2 separate regions of the Rattus norvegicus genome follow, and region 1 is linked to region 2. The links are chromatin contacts, called in public Hi-C maps. All regions are on one chromosome and are shown on one strand. The core of a region is the stretch at or near the end of the contact, and the rest is flanking DNA. Distances in the headings are between cores, read along the strand shown.

Region 1 (6,568 bases), core at 3,179-5,678, 78 kb before region 2:
CATAGGCATTAGGAAACTGGCCAGTTGCTGACCTCCCCTCCTTTTGGAGCACTTGGACCGTATGTCCCTCTACTTCTAGGAGCAGCTCCCCTGATGCAAGACCTGACAGGCTATTTGGCGACTTAGTTCTTCAGTGTTGCACTGCAAGAGCCTAATCGCAGGACCATGTGGGCATCATAAGGTCTGTCTGTGTTTACTGTGTTCCTGGGATTTAGTCCTGGTTAGGATTACATTGTCCTGAGGAACTCATCTGGGCTCACATTGAGGGCGGTTGGCATGGAAGTCTGCCCTTAGCCCCCACATCTGAGTGACTAAGGAAGAACACCTTTCCTCCCCCTACGCAGGAAAGTAATTCACAGACATCCCAACTGCCGCTTAGGCAGCTTTTGTCCCAGCAAGTTTGTGAACTCAGCTAGTTCTCAACCATGCCCAAGGCTTGGCCAGCATTGGTGTGGGAAGGACAGCAGTGGACAGTTTCCTTGTGTTCAGGGCCACTTTGTTTCTCACTCAGGATGTGACCAAGGTGAATGAGAAGCCTCCTCTGGCCTTGACAGCTGAAAACCAGCTTCCTCAGAACCTGATTTCTCCGCATATGTGGGGTCTGGGTGGGCCTCTCCAAGTAGCTGCTGTACCTTGCTGTGACGCTTAGCTCACTGGAAAGGGACACTCAGCCTGTGCCTCAGTGTTACCCAGCCTCACGCTGCAGGTTTCCCTCCTGTGCAATCGAATCCATGCATAGCAGTCTTAACGTGCCTTAGATCCGGGGTTTAGGAGGGAGATGGAGATCCCTACAAAACCTCTCAGGGGGTCTCTCCTGACTCCTGCCATCCCATGGTGTAAATCCCATTACCCTCTCGAGACCCCCAGAAATACCCTGAGCCAAATTCTCCAGACAAGTTCCTGCCCAGAAGTGTGTGTAGTTAGCTGCTCATGAACATTGTCTTAAACGTGGAGTCTTGGATGTGTGGTGGCTCATGTCACCAACATCTGATACCAGTCCCTGGTGTGTCTTGGAGTCTCCCTTCTTGACACACTTCTCTGACCCTTGGTGCCATCCGTGGAGTGGAGCTAGTAACGCTCAGCTGTGTAGCATTGTGAAGAGTCACATGATCAGCAGAGTTTTCACCTTGAATCATCTTCCTCTGACAAAGATGGCATGGGCCATGTGGGCTGGTGGCCCAGGAGGCATTCTGGAAAGAAACATCAGCTGCAGGTCAGCTCGGCCTCAGAAGAATGTGCTGGTCGAAGTGAGGACCCAAGGTTAAAGAGGAATTTACTCTTTCCATCCTCAGGCCTTCCTGTGGGCACAGCAACAGCAGAGCCAGATGTAGTAGGTCCTTTCCCACCACAGAGTTAGCCAGCTAGCACAGGCAGACGGAGAGACTCTATGACCTTGGCCCCATGCCTTCAGCAGGTTCACATGGAGGCTTCAGCTGACAGCTCACAGCCCACGGCCACCTGGGAAATTGTGGTCTCCCCACCAAGCACCTGCCTTCCAGAGGGCTCTGGCCTCCAGACAGATATAAATAACCCGAGAGACTGACTTGGAGCAAGTGGTGAGGGCTGTGGCCAAGAAGGGAAAAAAGGACAGAGAGGAGATGCACAGTGAAAATGCCCTGCAGGGAGGGGGGAAGGAGGGCCCCTGGCAGCTACAGTGAGGGCAGAGAGGCTGTTCCTCACACAGTGAGAGGCACCCTGGCAGGGGCTGGCCTACTTGTGAGGGGCTCTCCACAACATTCCCTCCCTCCCTGTTCCAGCACCCCACTTCACAGCCTCACGCGTTCCTGGAGTGCTGGTTTTCGCTCGTTTCAGTCTCTTCTAAGCAAAGTACTATTCCCAATGCATCCCAATTTAGGAGGAGGGGCATTCTGCCCATTAAATTCCTAATGTCACCCAAAGACCCTGCACACTTAGACACTAGCTGTCCTGGCAGCCACATTAGGCTGTTGACACCCCTGTGCATAACCCCGACTGCAGAAAAGAAGCATCCTGAACATTCTGTGTTTGCCTTGTGCACACGCTATGTTGTCCTTGTTCAACTCTTCAGCTCAGAAAAAGCTGTCTATCCACATCGCTTCCCCATGTTCCTCCAGGGCCTCTTTCATTCACTCTTGTCAGGCTACCCGGCCCATGAGGTTGGCCTCACTGGGCAAAGTGATACCTAACATTCCAGTTTCCTGTGAGTAGGAACACGCTCCTCTGCCTCTCCGTCCCCTCTCATGCTGGCCATTCTGTCCTGAGTGAGGGGCCCGTTACTCTCCTCAGTTACACAGTGTAAAGACGAGTGCATGACCCACAGATGTCAGAGAGGCCAGCGTGGTCCTAGTGTACTGGTCTGGGTCTGAAGTGGGAAGGCTTTCGCCAATTGTGAAGCTAATGTTTACAAGAACATTTTCCCTTTAGGTCAGACGTGATCATGTACACCTGTACCCAGCACTCCACAGAAGCGGGACTGGGAAACCAGCCTAGATTCCGGAATGAGGCCTTGTTGAAAGGAAAGAGCAAAAGAGGTGGGAAAGGGGGCTGGGGAAATGTCTCCATCAATAAAGAGGTGGCAAAGGGGGCTAGGGAAATGGCTCCATCAAAGTGCTGGCCACACAGCAACATGAGCCTGAATTCAGATCCCCGGCATCCACAAAAAAATAAAACAAAACAGAAAACCCCAAAGAACCAAAAAACCAGGTCTACAGGAAATGCCTGAGATCCCAGTACATGGACATAGAGCTGAGAGGGGCCCTGGGGTTTACTGGCCAGCCAGCCAATTCTTCAGTTCCAGTTTCACCGAGAGGCCCTATCTTTAAAACTAAGGTGAGAGTGAAGGCATTGGCCTTTGGCCTGCGTATCCACACACACACACACACACACACACACACACACACACACACTCACAAAACCATAGCCAAGAGAAACAGCAAGTGCTGTTGCTTGTTGATCCATGGTCCCTAAACCTCACTTCCCTCCAGCAACAGCATCCCGCTGGTCAGCAGGTAGAACATATATAGTCTTTGTGTGTCCAGCCATGTTCTCATGAATTGACTGAGGCCCTCATATGAACAGGTGTCAGAGGGAACGCTGAGGGCTTCTGTTCATCCATGGTGCTCAAGTCTAGGGAGGCATGAGGACAGCATCAACCAAGAAGGTAAATCAACCGTCACTCGGAAGATCCAGTGGAGAAAAGAAAATATCAGGGACAAGAAAGGAGAGGAGGTTACACCATGGCTTTACCTGTCACGGCAAGCCTGGCCTTGAGAACTGATGAGAGGCGTCAGATGCCCAAGGCTCACATCTGTTGCTTACCCAATCGATGCCCTCCTCCTCACACCCTGGACCCACCTACTTTCACATGCAGCTTCTGCAGAGCATTGGCTCTCTCTGTAGCTAGCACAGTAGCAGGGAACCAGGGCCCAGGCTCCTGTTATCTGCCCTGGAGCAGATGGCTGCCCAGCACAGGTCCTGCCCAGGCCTTCCTGGATAGCCTGGGTGTAGCCTGGGTATAGCCTGGGTGTCTTGTACTGAAGCGAAATGCCCGTGCCCTGGGCAGACAGGCAGCAGTCTCCAGCAGCAGGTCTTCTACAGTCGGAGAGAAACATGGAAGAAGGGGGGGGGGGGGTTTACAGCAAGAAAGCCAAGAAGGAAAAACAGCCACCAGCACTATAACGTCCCCGACCCTGAGAAACACGAGATAGATGTGGCATGTGTGACACAACAGTGGTGGGCAGACCATGGCCACTCGTGACATGTTGACTCTCAGCTCTTTCACAGAACCCCAGAACAGTGCACATCTCTGTCCCTTGTATCATGTGGGTCTTGGTGTGCAGGAACTTTTCCCTCCAGATCTCCCCAGCACAGTGCAGCAATCTTGTCTCTACTGAATCCAACGTCCTTTCAGAGGCCACCCTGGGAAGACCCCAGGCTGGTGCTGCCTGGCCTCCATCCTCCCTTGTCATGTCACGGTGTCCTTTCCTAGGCTGTCCCCACAGAGCTGCTGAGTGTGCACCTTTGCACATTCGGTGTCCGTGTGTGTGTGTGTGTGTGTGTGTGTGTGTGTGTGTGTGTGTGTGACACAGAGCAGGGCTGTTGACGATATTTCATTGCTTAGAAGTCATATTCAGACGGGCTTGATGTAGTTTCTGGTCCTCCAGGCTAGGCTTGACAACTGGACTAGCCGTGTGAGAGCTATTATTACCCAGCTCTTTTCTGGGTATTGCTCCACTCAGTCCAAGCCAATAGCAGCTGATCCTAAGCTGCACAGCAGAACACATTGTCCTCTGCTGCGGACCCGGTGGTCTAAGAGGTGGTGTAGGCTGCTCCTGAGGAACAGCTGAACTTGGGCTCCTCTCTGTTGTGACCAAGGGGCAGCTCTGTCCCTGCCTCCAGGCTTCACTCTCTCCTCTGGCCTGAGGTTGTGGGTCCTAATTAGAAAGCGCTCAGAGATCCCTGAAAAGACTGGCATTGTGCTGTAGGACAAAGGGCATTCTGTGACAGCGGTGGAAGAGGGAGGCTGTTAATGTAAACTAGGAAATAATAGGGCTGATTCCCAGAAGCACATTGATTTAAACCACAAAAGCTCCCTGGAACAAGGCTTGAGAACCATAAGTCTGAGCAATCAGCAACCCCGAGGGAGGGAGCCATTTCAGGCCCAAGCTCACTCTGTGCTGTCCCTCAGGGTCTCAGTGGTAGGGTTTAGTGCCGCCCTGCCGAGCTCACAGAGGACACCTTTGAGGCCCATCCTTTTTCATTTTTTCCAGAATAGCAAAGAATTGACAGTCCCACAGTTCGATTTGTTTGTCTCTGAAATGTGCAAAGCAGACATGAGTTTCCACAGTGCCTAGAAACTGGAGAGCCACTCTGTGTCTGCGTAAAATAAAATTCACTTAAAAAAAATCATCGGGGCTGGAGAGATGGCTCAGCAGTTACTACTCTTCCAGAGGTCCTGAGTTCAATTCCCAGCAACCACATGGTGGCTCACAACCATCTGTAAAGAGATCCGATGCCCTCTTCTGGTGTGTCTGAAGACAGCTACAGTGTACTTATATATAATAAATGAATAAAAAAAAAACATCACATCACCCCGGACGGCATATACATTTTCAAGCACACTCCAAGGCAAACAAATAAAGCCTTTTCATGGCAAAATTCACCACAACCAACATATAAAATGGTGGGAAATATATTTATAGTGTTCATATCAAGCTGGATATCCCAGCGCATGGAGGCTAAGTCAAGACACTCATGAGGTCAAGTCAGCCTTAACCAGACTTTCCAGACCAGCCTGGGCTACCTAAGGAGCCCATCTCAAAAACAAACAAACAAAACAAACAACAAGCCATCAAGAAATATACATGTGCGTGCACACGTGTGTATGTGTGTATATAATGAAAGAAGGTCAAATGTAGTCATTTAATTTTCACTCAATTATAATCACAAATGCAAATTTTCTTTTGCAGCACGTCATACAAAACCATGTAAGTACGGTTCTGTTTTGATGAAGAAAACAGTGCAGCACTAGGTCAGACATTGTTAGATGTGTCCAAAGAAAAGAGAGCGAGGGAGATCCAGCATAGGAAGGGGATTCTGAGAGGGGCAGGTGGAGTGAGAGAAGCCACAGGAGCTTTCTGTCTCAAAAGCAAACAAAGCAGCTACTAAATAAATAATGAGTTTTTAAAAATAATGTGACTCTTAGTAATATATTACTTAATTGAAGAAAATATTCAAAAGACTTATTTTTTTTTTTTAATAGTAAGAAACAAACTCACTTCAACTGCTTACTTCCCAGGATATGTATCAGGGATAGAAAAAAAAAGCATGTGTGTGTTCTCTTTTCGCTGACACAGATGAGCATTTAGCAGAGTAAACAGCCAAAACAGGCTTGCAGACACCTGCTCAGCAAGTGTGGAGCTTCCCGCTCTCCTTGGTCCAGCCTCTTTCTGGGATGGTCAGGGGGAAGGCGTAGAAGCCCACAGTGCTCAGCCTCAGTTCTGCCAACACCGCCCAGCTGCCTTGTGGGTCGGGCAGCTGAGAGGGTGGACAGGAGGGCTATGTGGGGACACGGGGTGTGGAGGATGCTGCCTGGCTGCTCTGAGCACAGACTCTAGTCTTCACGAGCCCCTCCCTCTGTTCAAACCCCTGCGCAGACCTGCGTTGAGTGCTGTTAGGGACAAGCAGAGAGATCAAAGGATTTCCCAAGAAAGGACTCATGGATGGGAGCTGCTTAGAGCTAAACAGTCACCAAAGCACTCCGCGAAAGGCCTGTGGGTTGCGCATCCCCAAGCCCACCATTTTGGGTTTCCATGGCCCCCACTGGTTCCTGTCCCCTCTTCCTGATCCTTTGGATTCTCTGCATGGTCAGGTGGTTCTTTGTGATGCTCAGCAGAGCTGCCGGCCGAGATGGATGCTACTCCACGATGAGGTCTCTAAAGCCTTGGGCTTCCCTCAGTGCCCTCTCCAAACGGTGCCATTCTAAGGTACCCAGTGGCAGGGGGTCCTGGAGAGGGCACTGCCCCGAGATGGGCACGTGAGGCATGGAGAAGGGCCAGGCAGAGGAAAGGCACTGAAATCAAACATGGAA
Region 2 (7,044 bases), core at 2,165-4,664:
GGCCACCGTTGTGGGCTAAGGCAGACAGAATAGATGAGATCCAACAATAACTTGCAATTGAAAGGTTGTACCTCTGAGATTCAGGTTTCTTAAAGTCTATAAACTATCAACCTCAGAATCTCCTATTTACAATTTTTGTTTGTTTCTTTGGTTGGCTGGTTAAATTTTTGAGAGAAGGTCTCTCTCTCCCCATAGCCTCAGCTGTCTTGAAACTCACTACATAGACCAGGCTTGCCTCAGACTCACAAAGATCCACCGGCTCTGAGTACTAGGATTAAAGGTGTGCTCCACCTCACCCAGCATTCCTTTAAGACTCTGAAAAGTGCAGGCCCCCGAGATCCAGTGTTATGCTATCCTGTTATGTATCTGGGTTCTTACTGTGGTAAAATGTCACAAATGATGCTTTTGAAACCCGAATCTTGAGCTTCACTGCTTGGCTAGCAGGGGCTAATTCTCTTAAGTCAGTGCACTGACTGTTGAGGCAGATGGTCTACTATCTAGGAAGCAGACGTCCATCTCCGTGTTTGTTATGAGAATACAATGACGCAACTGAATGGTCATCTTCAGTACATGTTATTACACTTCTCTCCGGAGGTTTAGTGGAAGGTCCAATATCTTGGTGCCTAGACTGACAAAGGAAGAGCAGGAAATGAATGAGTGTATCTAGCTTTTCTACTGCCACTCATGAGTCCCTATGGATAGCCCTGACATGCCCAGTGGCCTTTAATTCTTTTTAGTTGTGCTTTGTCACACGCTGGCCTGGACCTTGAACACACAGGTGAGCTACATCCCTAGCATGCCCTGTACAGTAAAATATGTTTGTGAACAGGTAAAGAGTAATAATAGCTGTAAAGGCTAAACATACATGGAAGGGTACATATATTTCATAGTTTTTGGGTTTTGTTTTTGTTTTTGTTTTTTGTTTTTTTGTCATTCCTGGATCAAAGTGGGAGGGAAAAGGGGGATTATAAAAGCATGAATTTTTTTTAATTGATTTTTTTTTGACTAGGTCTGACAGCCTTGGCTGGTCCAGGACTCCTGGTACTCCTGCCTTAGACTCTCTGGTGCTGGGATTATCGATGCGTACCACCACACTGGGCTTTGACATTTTCACAGTACAGACACAATAAGTGATACTCCATCACCCCTTAGAGACGTGTGAAAACTGCCATCCTACTGGGCATTGTGGTTCAAACCTACAATCCCAACACTGGGGAAAATGAGGCAGGAAGATTTCTAAGTGTTGGAGGCCAGCCTGAGCTGTTATAAATTACAGATCAGCCCTGACTATACAGAGAGTAAGGCCTGGTCTTAAAGAATAAGAAAACAAACTGCTGCTCTATTCACAGGGCTTTACTTATTCATAGACAGGGTCTCACTCTGTAACTCGTATAGGAACTCATTCTGTATCCCAGGCTAGCCTCCAGCTCACATCAACCCTCCTGCCTCAGCTTCTCAAGTGCTGCCATTACCGGCAATGAGCTACCACGCCCAACAAGAGATACTGTGTCTATTAGGACTCTTGGTTTTGTCCAGCCTTTGAACCCAAATTCAGCTAATGTCCTAGTAGTGACCAGGGCTGGCTATGAGTCCTATTATGGATGTGGCTAATTGTTTTTTATTCTTCCATATACTCAGTTCTATTTCTGTGCAGACCACTGGATTCTCACTGGATCCGCCCCAACCCCGTGTGTGTGTGTGTGTGTGTGTGTGTGTGTGTGTGTGTGTGTGTGTGTGTAGCGGGATTGAAGATGTTGTCATTCAAGTTCCAGGTGCTTTCCAGAAACAAGGATTCTGGCACTTAAAAACAACTGATTTAAAAACGCTAGACCGTAATACCTTGGGGAGGTTCAGAAGAAAAGCCCTGAGCGCAAGCGGGTTTCTTTAGGAATGAAAAGGAGAAAGCGTGCCAGCCTGGGCAGCCAAGGAGCCTCAACAATGCAGCACGGCGGCCCTTGTGGCTGAGAGGGGTCCAGGAGGGTCCAAAAGGTCCCCGCGCGCTGGGAGGGCCGGCCTTCCTTCCAGACCTTTCCGAGCAGCCTTCTGCCTCGACTCGGGGCTCGGTGAGGTCGGGGGCCTAGGCCGGGCGGCCCGGGGCGCCCTCAACCGCGCACTAGGGGGTCCGCGGGGCGGGCGGCGCCGCGCCTTCGTTAGAGGGCGCTCAGGGGCGCTGCCGCTTCCTCCCGCCAACCCTCCCCGCCGGCCGGGGCGCACGCAGCCGCCGGGCCCTGGGGAGCGAGTCTCCACGCCGCCCGGGACCTGGAGCCCGGAGGGCCGCGCCGCCGCCGCCTCCTTCCGCCGGCCATGCATTCTTCCGGCTCCCGCAGCCCGGGCCGGGCCCCGGCCTGCCCGAGGTAACCTGGGGCGCGGCGGGCCGGGCCCGGGAGGCGCTGGGGGCGGGGAAGGGTGCCGTTGGTCGCGTGGCCTGTGGAGGAGGCGGCGGCGGCCCGAGGGCCGAGGGCGCGGTAGGCCCGGGGAGGAGGCGGAGGCGGGGGCGCGGGGCATCGCCCGCCTCCCCCGGACCCGCCCCGGTGACAGGTCCGGCCTCTGAGTCCCCGCCGCGCCTCTGTCCACAGGCAACCGCGAGGGGACTAGGGCGCCCGCGCGCCCGCTCGCGCCGCGCCTCGGGCCGCCTGGGCCGCCGCAGCCGCGTCCATGACCGCGACCCCCGGGCCAGGGACTCCCGCCGCCGCCGCCGGCCCTCGGCCCTGTCGCCGCTCGCCGCTTGCGCCCACTGAGGTGAGCCCGCTGAGGAGACCTGGCTGAGGATACCTGGCTGAGGGGAGCCCTCCGTGGAGAGTCCGCGGAGGGGGAGCCGGCTGAGGGGACACGGCTGAGGAGAGCCTGCCGCGGCGACCCGAGGCCGCCCCGCTCCTCACCTGAGGAAACCGCTGCCCGAGCCTTCTCGGCCGGGCGTCGGGGGCTCCGCATCCCTCGCCCCTCCGCTTCACCTTCTGGTCCCGCTCCCCCTCCCCCTCTCCGCCGGCTTCCTCTCACCTTCGTCCTCCTTCCTGGGCCCCTCTCCTTTCCTTCCCCCTCAGAAGCGAAGCGAAGCAAGCACCCCGCTGTTGCGGACGAGCCCTTGGGGAGCCCCGGTAAAGGCATGGCCGGGCGTTCAGGACCCGCGTGGCGGGACCTCCGGCCGGCGGGTCCGGGGCAGCGTGCGGAGTCGGAGGGTCTGGCGGAAGCTTGGCGGCCGCGGTGGGTCGCGGTGCGGGGCCGCCACCGGCTAGCGGGACGGTCTAGCGTTGGCTAAATATATTCCGCCGTGGCCCGTGCCCCGCGGAACGGCTCTCTTGACCTTGTGCGGCTCCTCCCTCCTCTCTGTCCCCCTCTGGAATTTGCCCTGGAGATCGCAGGGCGAACGCTGCACCGGGAGAGCTTAGACCCTTGCGTTTTCTTGTATTTCTGTGCTGGAGATTTCTGTGCTGCTGACTGCACCCATTTTCCTTTTGAAATGATTTTTCCTTTCATCCCCAGAAAGACAGGACCGACGCCAATGTGAGAATGGCTGTGACCGTGGAAGAAGCTCCGTGGCTGGGCTGGATAGTCGCGAAAGCCCTGATGAGGTTTGCCTTCATGGTCGCCAACAACCTGGTTGCTATTCCATCCTACATCTGCTATATAATTATACTGCAGCCACTCCGAGTGCTGGACAGTAAGCGCTTCTGGTATATCGAAGGACTCATGTACAAATGGCTTTTAGGAATGGTGGCTTCCTGGGGATGGTATGCTGGATACACAGGTAAGAGCATTAGCACACGAACCAATTTGCAATGCTACGCATAAGTCAGGAGCCATGATTGGATCTGTATTATGCTTTTGGTTGAGAATGCCTTGGCCATTAGGAAAGAAATAGTCTTGTTGGATTTCTCATCGAAACCTCAGCCAGGAAGTCTAATGTTTTATAGTTATTATAGAAGTATAATTTTATAATTGAATATTGTTGATAGATTCCTTAAATAGTGTATTTTTAATGTGACTTATTAAAGTTGGTCCTTAAAAGGTATCCTAGAGGAATAGGAATGTGTTATATAGGACTTGAGGGCTTACAGAGTGGAGATGTGAGATACCTAGTCCAGTCTGTAAGCATTGGACATTGAGAAAAGCCAGGGAGCCATATTTCTGCTCAGACAGTTTAATAAGTTTCTTCTATGTAATGTAACGCTGCACTGTATAATGTTTTAAGCTAGGCTTTCTCCATTTCTGTTAAGTAAGTTTCTTTTGTTTTCTAGGATTTATATTTTATCTCATAAGTCTATTACTAAAAATTTCAGAATATGTTATGTTAACTTTCCCTGAGTATCTTTCAGTGGATTTCTCTTTTTGCTTTTAAACTTCATTTTGGGGAGGAGGATGCCATGTCGAGGTGGACTTTAATAACACTCAGTGAGGCGTGGTGTGTGTTTTCTACACATAAACTTCACATATTTTGAGAACTTCCATCTCTGCCCAAATGCTGCATCCTCTGTTTTCTTTCACTGACTATTCCTTCTTTAGGATTACAATAATGCAGAGAGGGTGAGGCTCTAACTTGTGAGATGCGGAAACTTTTATTGTGGAAACAGAACTGGTGGGCAGATTCCTCAGCAACTGTGTGGCAGTTCATAGCTGAAAAGTGGAGGGCATTTTTTAAGGATCAGACAGCAAAAACGGTTCTCCATTTTTAGAGTCTGTCTCCCTCTTGCCTGCACTGCCTGCATCTGCAGATTTTATCCATACACCAGAAAAAGAATGAGAGCACAGGGTGGCAGCCTCCTGCTGAGTGACAGGATGTCCTCTGTGGCCTCCATGAAGGGTTTCCTTCCCTCAGTGCTGTCTGGTACTCTGTTATCCCCTGGCATGGTACCTGCATTCCTTCTTGGTAGGGAGCTGCAGAGATGCAGATGGCTTTGGAGACTGGGTAAGCCCCTTGTCCCTTTCAGTGCCTGGTAGCAATAGTGATGGGAGAGAGAAAATGACACTCCTACCCTCATGCTGAATTGCCTTGCTTGCTCGATGTCATTGGCTTTCCCAGGTGTTCTGTGTAGTAGCTGGTAGCTATCGTGTGCACAGTATACTTACGTTTGCTTGTTTAAAGTGATCTTATAAGACTTTCAAAAGCAGCTTGTATTTTTTTCTACTTGAAAACAATGAAGCAACTGGACCTAATGTACTTATCTGTGATACATGCTCATGTGTGCTGCCGGCCTGATGAAGTTTGCTAGTCGTTGACCTTGCGATCGATCGTGAGAGAGGAGTGCTGCTGCCTGAAGGCTGTCACCTGTGGCTGGGGCTCCCTGCACTTGTCCTTTTGTAGCTTTCTTGTCTTTTGGGGGGTGTTACTTGTTTTGTTTTTCTTGAGACAAGATTTTGTTCCTATATCCTAGACCGTCCCCAAACATGTCACCCATACTGGCATTAAATTCAGACCAGAGCATTTCTCCTGCTGCAGTTGCCAAAGTGCTGGGAATCCAGCTTGCCTCCAGTGTGTTTTTAAGCAAAGCTTCTTGGGCGTCTTCTTCCTTACTAACTACCTATCTCTGAGGGTTCTCTTACCTCCAGCCCAGTGGCTGTGGTGTCACCTCTATGCTTTAGTCTCCTCCAGACATTTGCTCTTCTTCAGGCTACTGCATGTTGACAGTTTGACCAGTTTTTCATCAAATTTTAGTTTCTTTGGAGAGCAGAACAGAACAGTTAAGAAGTCAAACAGAGCAGGAATTAAGTTTGTTGGAAGCCTGAGCAGGTTTAAAGAGAACACCTCCATAGGCGTTAATGAGCTCCTTTCTCAGCATTACGCATCTCGCTTCTTCTCTCTCAATCAAGAGGACAGTAGGTATTTTGTTTGTCTTTCACAGATGAAAACTTGGACAATGTCAAAGGAATTGTCAGGTCTGCTCAGGAGCTGGGTGTTCACGTTTGCCTCACATCCACAGATACCTGGCTGCAAACCTAACCAACATGGCCTGGTGTTAGTGCCGGAAGACTTCCTGAAGTGCTGTGAAGAGGCAGACATAGAGCCAAGCCTGCAAACACACGTGGTTCTTGCTCCATAAACCCATGACTCTTGGTTTGTTTGGACCCTTTTGTTAGTACGCCTGCTCACCACCTCCTGTTTGCTTTCTTGACTCTCTGTTATGACCATACTAGCAAGTCTAGTATGTTCATGTTTTAGAATAAAAATTGCCAAATTTTTATTGAAAACCTACTTAAAAGGAAGTTTTAAATATCATAAAACTGAAAACAGGTTTTGAATGAGAGATTTCACACTGGTATTGTAGTATAAGACAAGGTTGCTTATCCTCTGAGGACTTACGCTGATGATCTAACCTGCCCTGCCCTAGATGGTAGCAACTAGCTGGATACGAATTCATTAAAATAACGTGAAACTGAAATTCAGTTTGCTTACCTATAGCACTTTATACCTATAGCACTTTAGCTGTTAGTCCTGGGTGGCTTGGGCTGACCTGGGGGTTCTTTTTTTCGGAGCTGGGGACCGAACCCAGGGCCTTGGGCTTCCTAGGCAAGCGCTCTACCGCTGAACTAAATCCCCAGCCCCGCCTTTCCTTTTTCTTAGGAAAGACGTACTTTGTTTCTTAGCTGTTTCTTATCAGAAAACCTTTTTTTTTTTTAATTTAACAGATTTCTGGGCTAGGGATATAGCTTAGTGGTAGAATACTTGCCGTATATGTAAACAAACAGGTTCCTTTGGGATGTGCCGGAAGATTTATTAAGTTTCTGTAAAGAGGCAAACAAAACGAGGCCTTCAGATGCACCTGCCATTCCTGGGTGAGGAATAGTGAGGCCCGCAAGCCCCAGACCCTTTTTTGTTGTTGTCGATTGTTCTTTGAACGAGGGTCTCATTATGCTAGTGTGTGGCCCTCGAACTTGTGGAGCTTCCACTTACAATGAATATCTTTAAACTGTTTAATGCACTCAGACTTTAATAAAATGTGTTTGAATAACAATCACTTTACCAAAGTAAGAGGATGAGAGCTAGACTGGCCTTGAACTCATAGTGATGCACCAGCATCAACCTCTGACATTCTAGAATACAAGCATGAG

The links. A called contact is a pair of places that touch in the nucleus more often than the background predicts.
Region 1: a Hi-C map of Schwann cells shows a contact between it and region 2, with 2.5 times the contacts expected there. The contact joins the enhancer-like site here to the promoter of Lpgat1 in region 2. A contact is called at or near these places in 5 of 12 Hi-C or Micro-C datasets (the A7r5 cell line, Schwann cells, frontal cortex and 2 more).

What each region holds. Positions count from the first base shown.
Region 1 is chr13:105,744,088-105,750,655 of GRCr8, forward strand. No RefSeq gene overlaps it. Among named protein-coding and RNA genes, the nearest start is that of Rpl37l2, 53 kb to the right of the region's middle. Within about 2 kb of position 4,429, at least 43 of the 93 cell types and tissues checked have an H3K27ac peak or open chromatin away from gene starts, as enhancers often do. A contact at or near this core is called in Schwann cells and liver, where this site is marked.
Region 2 is chr13:105,823,411-105,830,454 of GRCr8, forward strand. It overlaps Lpgat1 (lysophosphatidylglycerol acyltransferase 1), which reads left to right and starts at 3,415. Exons shown (of 7, transcript NM_001109376.2): 1 at 3,415-3,745. The coding sequence starts at 3,508.